2 separate regions of the Mus musculus genome follow, and region 1 is linked to region 2. The links are chromatin contacts, called in public promoter capture Hi-C maps. All regions are on one chromosome and are shown on one strand. Each heading gives the region's core, a stretch centred on a gene start, on an enhancer-like site or on the middle of the called end of the contact. The rest is flanking DNA. Distances are from core to core; before and after follow the strand shown. Region 1 has its middle 22 kb from the start of Gm41497. Region 2 overlaps Mrps6 (mitochondrial ribosomal protein S6).

What was found. Capture Hi-C pulls out chosen DNA fragments and counts their contacts.
Region 1: a promoter capture Hi-C map of adipose tissue shows a contact between it and region 2. The contact joins two enhancer-like sites. A contact is called at or near these places in 7 of 484 Hi-C or Micro-C datasets (bone marrow-derived macrophages, brown adipocytes, cerebellum and 3 more), 4 of 115 datasets of contacts at active chromatin or transcription factors (embryonic stem cells and extraembryonic endoderm stem cells) and 3 of 9 other capture datasets (adipose tissue, embryonic stem cells and liver).

The regions. Positions count from the first base shown.
Region 1 is chr16:92,266,802-92,269,501 of GRCm38.p6, forward strand. No RefSeq gene overlaps it. Among named protein-coding and RNA genes, the nearest start is that of Gm41497, 22 kb to the left of the region's middle. Within about 2 kb of position 1,305, at least 10 of the 459 cell types and tissues checked have an H3K27ac peak or open chromatin away from gene starts, as enhancers often do. A contact at or near this core is called in adipose tissue, where this site is marked.
Region 2 is chr16:92,100,908-92,103,607 of GRCm38.p6, forward strand. All of the region lies in intron 2 of Mrps6 (mitochondrial ribosomal protein S6), which reads left to right. Among named protein-coding and RNA genes, the nearest start is that of Gm41496, 23 kb to the right of the region's middle. Within about 2 kb of position 1,389, at least 62 of the 459 cell types and tissues checked have an H3K27ac peak or open chromatin away from gene starts, as enhancers often do. A contact at or near this core is called in adipose tissue, where this site is marked.

The DNA.
Region 1 (2,700 bases), core at 55-2,554, 170 kb after region 2:
GTTTTGGCCTGGTCACTCCAGGAACTAATTATGGTCACAGTATGTGGTCAGGTCATTGGGAACTGCCCTCAGCTTACCCAGCCTCACCTTGTGCCTTCCATTTTAAACCGTGCATTTGGGAAGTTTCCCAAACTGGTCCTGAGGTAGCCTGAGGACTTGAAGTTTTGTAGGATCATAAAACCGGGATATATTTTCTTTGTGTTTAAGTATTTGTCCTGAGTCTAGATAAACTTTCTAAGAAGGAATCTTGTATCAGGTTTAGGGAAAGCTGATGGCCTGTGAGCGGGTGTGGCCACCTCCCAGATGAGAGCTGAACACACTTCGTGTCTCCCCAAGTTCACAATACAGGACATGTGCAGCAGTTGCTCATGTGTGGAGTCTCTGAACCTTCAGAGGCCACACTTTGTGTCCTATAATATGCTCATCAACACGGGGCCTTGTCCCTGGCTCTTTGGAGGTTTGGAATCCTCTCCCAGGGTCTCTCTTTTCCCTGACTTCTGTGCTGCTAGGGCGTATTCTCTCTCTCTCTCTCTCTTTCTCTCCCTCTCTCTCTCTCTCATGACATTCTGTTTTTAGTGTCTCCACTTTTTCTTTTAGTCTGAAACATGTGACCCAAATATTGGAATATAAATCTAGAAATGTTCATAATTTTAATTGCTAAAAAATTTAATTGTAATAATTGATTTTGCATTCCATTCAAGCTTTGAGTTTTCCTGGCAATAGAAACTAATGTGTCCATAAATTCTGGGTCATGCCAATCTCCTTGGCCCTGTTTGCTGCTTCCTGAACTCCTGTGCCTTTGGAGGTAGCCAGGAGGCATGGTGTTCATTAACTCTGGGTCATTGTCCATGCACTCGTTCATATTTCCTATCCTGAAGCCTTCCTGAGTCCTCTTGTATCCCAGTCACAGCATCGTCCTCCACACCTGGTCAGAAAGGGAACCCACGACAGTCCAGAGCAGCAATTGCACAGAAGTCCAGTGTAGAGAACCAATGAGCCTTTATTCTCTTTAGCAACAAGAATCTGGGCAAGGGGGTTACTTACAGGGACCAGGGTGTCTCAAAAGCATCAACACTGAGACGCCCATCCTAATACAGACGAGACTCCTGCGAGCCGAGGAAGCCCAGGACAGCCGAGAAGCTCCTTTCTGCAGCTCAGCTTCTGCCTCTGAGATCCCGCTGGTCGGTCGGAATGTCCCTCACCCTACCCCACCCACAGTTGTTCTCGGCTTCTGTAACCTTGGAGTCAGAGCCCTCAGGAGTCTTGAAAGCTTCCCAAATATGTGAAGTTTGTTTGCTTCCCGAGTCTTACATGCCCTCTACTTCCTGCTGGAGGGAGTGTTTGGATTCAGAGAAGACCGTTGTGCAATGTGTGGGCTTGAGGAGGTCAGGAAGCAAGTCCGGGCCAGCCTCTACTTCTCCAGCACTCACACTGGTGTGCAAGCACCTTGCAAGTTTATCCACTTTGAAGAATCCTATGAATGTGGTTGGCTCACTGTAGCCGCAGGTTTTATGCCATAGATCCAACAAGTTATATGTGGAAAATATTTGGGGAAATTTACATCTGGGTTGAGCACTTATAGACTTGGTCACTATGTTGGGTATTATAACCAGCTGAGGTATTATTGCATGTAGGAAGATGTGCACAGGTCATTGAGAACACTACGATATTTCATAAAGGAACTTCAGCATCCATGAACACTGCGGTCTATGGAGATCTGGGTACTAATTCCTTTAGATACCAAGAGAGCATTGTTTCTTCCTAAAGAGCAGGACCTCATTTATGGTATCCTCATGTCCCTGGGGCATTTCTCAATCCTGTTTCCATTCCACACCATCCATCCTTGGCTACATCTGATTTTAAAATCCTAATTTTGGAATGTCCCAAACTATGGCATAGCCATTGCTAAGGAGCCAAAAGGACTATTTGAAAGAAAGAACACTAACTTCAATACATCCTACCCCTAGTTCCACTTTGAGAATTAATCATGAACCTTTGACACTGAATCCTCTCAGAGGCTGTCTTTCTTCCCTGTAGGAATCTGTCTGCGGTGCCCCAGGTAACATGGCATGATCAGAAATGGATACCCGGCAGTAACTGTTCTTCATTCCCGGGTGGTCTGATTCCCACCCTGCCTCCTAATTTTCTCAAATGCTGGATCCTTTCACAGACTGTAAGCCAATGTAGGGTTATCACAATGACACAAACTATTAATTAGTTCCTTGTCTTGTTGCTGTGATGAAATACCCAGACAAATGCCTCCTAAGGAGGATACAGTGCATCATGAGGGTAGTCATGGCCGTGGCAGCGGGAGCTGGAGGCAGCTGGTCACACTGTGTCCATGATTGGGATGCAGAGAGGCAGAGAGAGATTCAGCCTTGCGTTGCCCTCACTTTCTCCTTTGTTATTCAGTTCTGGATTGCAGCCCATAGGCTAGCATTGCCTACAAGGAACAGCTTCACAACTCAGTTAACTCAACCTTGACCTTTCTCACAGGCTCTCCCCAGGCATAGCTGTCAGGGTTGCCTAGACCCTGTCAGGGTGACATACAAACCATCAACAGTATAAAAGCAGTAAGATGGTGGGGTTTGGGGTGCAGTGTCTAGGTCCTCCTTAAGACCTAGTGGCAACCACACTTTGTGCCTTGTCCTGTGTTCTCTGCCCTAGGAACCCAAGGATCCTGTTTTCTAGTTGTGTTCA
Region 2 (2,700 bases), core at 139-2,638:
TCCACAGGAGCCATGTTGCTGGCCCGAGCATGACACTTTCCTTCTATACAGTAATGAATGTTTGCCACAGTGTTTTCTGTTAAGTGAGCCTGTGAGGTCTAGTATATTTAGAATTGCCTGAGTAAAGTTTTCTTATTGCCTGCCTTAGGGAGTTTGAAGCCTGTTGGATTCTTGAGAGTCATTAAGCCTAGCTAGCCTTCCCTGTAGTAGGCATTTGCTCCATTTGACAGATAGCTTGTATGCATTGTGGGTAATCAAGAAGTGTTACACACATGATATACCACAGAAAGTGCACTGGAAATAGCTAAGCAACAAGATTGGTTTGTCGATGACGTGTTTAGCATTTAGAGTTTTGGTTCATCTCAGCAGTGCTGAAGGTTGTGACGTGTAATCAGAGTTTGGCCAAGGCACAGATTCTGTGTGCAGGAGTCAGTGTGTGTCTAGAACAGTGTGTGCCATAATTAAATAGGCCTTGTGTGTCCTCCAGGGCCCACGTTCATACGCTGCCATGCCATGTGCCGCAGGCGAGTCTTGGACGATGCTTGGCCTTGCTGGGGTTGCCGGTGTCACAGCTGTGGGTTGATTGGATGTCTTGGCTCTTGGGCTCGATAGGAGGCAGCAAGGGGAGTTTGAATAGTGATGCTTTCACTGCAGAGGCATGCTAGACACAGGTCACAGAGTCTGCCACATGCCTGCTTCTCAGTAGGACAGAGCAGTGCACTGCCATTCTCTTAGGTCCTTCCCCAGTTGGCCCCTTGCTGCCCAGAGGCCAAGGAGGCCGAAGGAAGAGAGCAAGGAGAGAAATGCTTAGGAGGGGAAAGATTTCAGTTGGAGGGTTAGCTGGATTGCCTCCCCTGATGAGGAAGGTACACTTTGAAAGTGGTTTTGATATTATTATTTATTCACAATGCCAGATCTATAACAAGTTTATGCCGAAAAGAGAAATGTCATTATTGCACATACTGATTTGGTCAGGCCCTTGAGAAGCAGGTATGTTCTGGAGACTGGCCTGCAGATCTGTTCCTGGGAACTTACTTGCTCCCCACAGCACCTTGATGGTGAAACTCGCAGGCCAGTGTACAGATGAAGTGCTCACTGTCTCCAGGGGTTGTGGAATTGGGGGCTTGTTTATGCTCAGCTGAGTATCATCTAAAACTTATTAAAATTTTTCTTGTGTGTTCCACCTGGCTCCAAATGGTCACCCTTACCAAAGTGGAGACAAGGTCTCAGACACCTGTAGCTTTTATGTATATCATTTTTCTGTGTTCCCAAGGGCAGCCATGTTGCAAGTCAGCTGGCTGCCAGATCATGACCTTGTAACGGAGCAGGCTTGAATAGATCATCTGCCTCTTGGGCCCAGTGGGAGTGGTTGGGAGCCTTTGCTCTCATGGATCAGCTTTCCAGATGGAAGCCCTGGCTTCAGTTACCACAGTTGTCACAGGCAGTGCCTGGAGCCTAGAGCTGCCGGTTTCAGACAAGCTGGCAAGTATTCTTCTCTCTGGATTCGCGCTGGTCCCACTTAGGTCTCTGCATGCTCTCTCCTTGTGCCTCCACAGACTCACCTCGAGCCTGTCTATTTGGTGGAAAGGATACCTTTGGAGGTATCCCTTGTTGTCAAACATTGTAGAGGGAGCAATGGGAGTAGATGGTTCCCTGGCCTTTTCTATAAAGGGCCAGCATCTTCCTGAGGACTAGTGATGCCCTACTGCAGACACAGCAGTCAGTCTCACTCCAGGGCTACATACCATTTGAAGCTCTTTGCACTAGGTGCTGGACAGGAGAACTGGTGATCTCTCAGAGCTGAGCTTGTGCGCCTCAGGTGGCCTGCGACTGACCAGGGGACTCATTTCCATGTCCATAAGAACTCTTCAGTTGTGAAAGGAGTTCTGGCCTTAAATTGGGGTAGATGCTTAGGGCACAGCTCTGCTGGGTATGTGCAGGATACCTGCTAATTACGGCTGAGAAGAGTGATCAGAGTGACCAGCTCTTTGGTGAATAAGTGGAATTTTACGGACCGCTCCCAAGTATGTCTGCAGCTTACTTACTCTGAGAGCGCTGGCGCCCTTTCTAGAGGAGATCGAGTCTCCTCTGTAGTTTTCCTATTAGTTAACATTTCTGTCTTCTTATGTTTTCCTGCCAGCGTCAAGTGAAGCCCTGTGCCATGGCTCTGTTTCTGTGTGTACATGTTCTGCAGCTTGTTTTGGGGCGGGGATGCTGTGTCCTTGAAGGTTTCTTTTTTTTTTTTTTTTTTTTTTTAAATATCTGTTAAAGTTTTTTTTTTTTTTTTTTTTTTTAGATTTATTTATTTATTATATGTAAGTACACTGTAGCTGTCTTCAGACACTCCAGAAGAGGGCGTCAGATCATGTTACAGATGGTTGTGAGCCACCATGTGGTTGCTGGGATTTGAACTTCGGACCTTCGGAAGAGCAGTCGGGTGCTCTTACCCACTGAGCCATCTCACCAGCCCGAAGGTTTCTTTTAAGTGGCATTTCCCCCAAGATTTGTAGAATTACTCGTTTGTACAATGCATGAGAGCCAACAGATGGGTAGAAAAAGAAATGAGTTTGTCTATAGACAGCCTTTGGTATCAAGGTGAAAAAGAAATGGGGTTTGTCTGTAGACAGCCTTTGGTATCAAGGTGAAAAAGAAATGGGGTTTGTCTGTAGACTGCCTTTGGCATTAAGGTGAAAAAGAAAT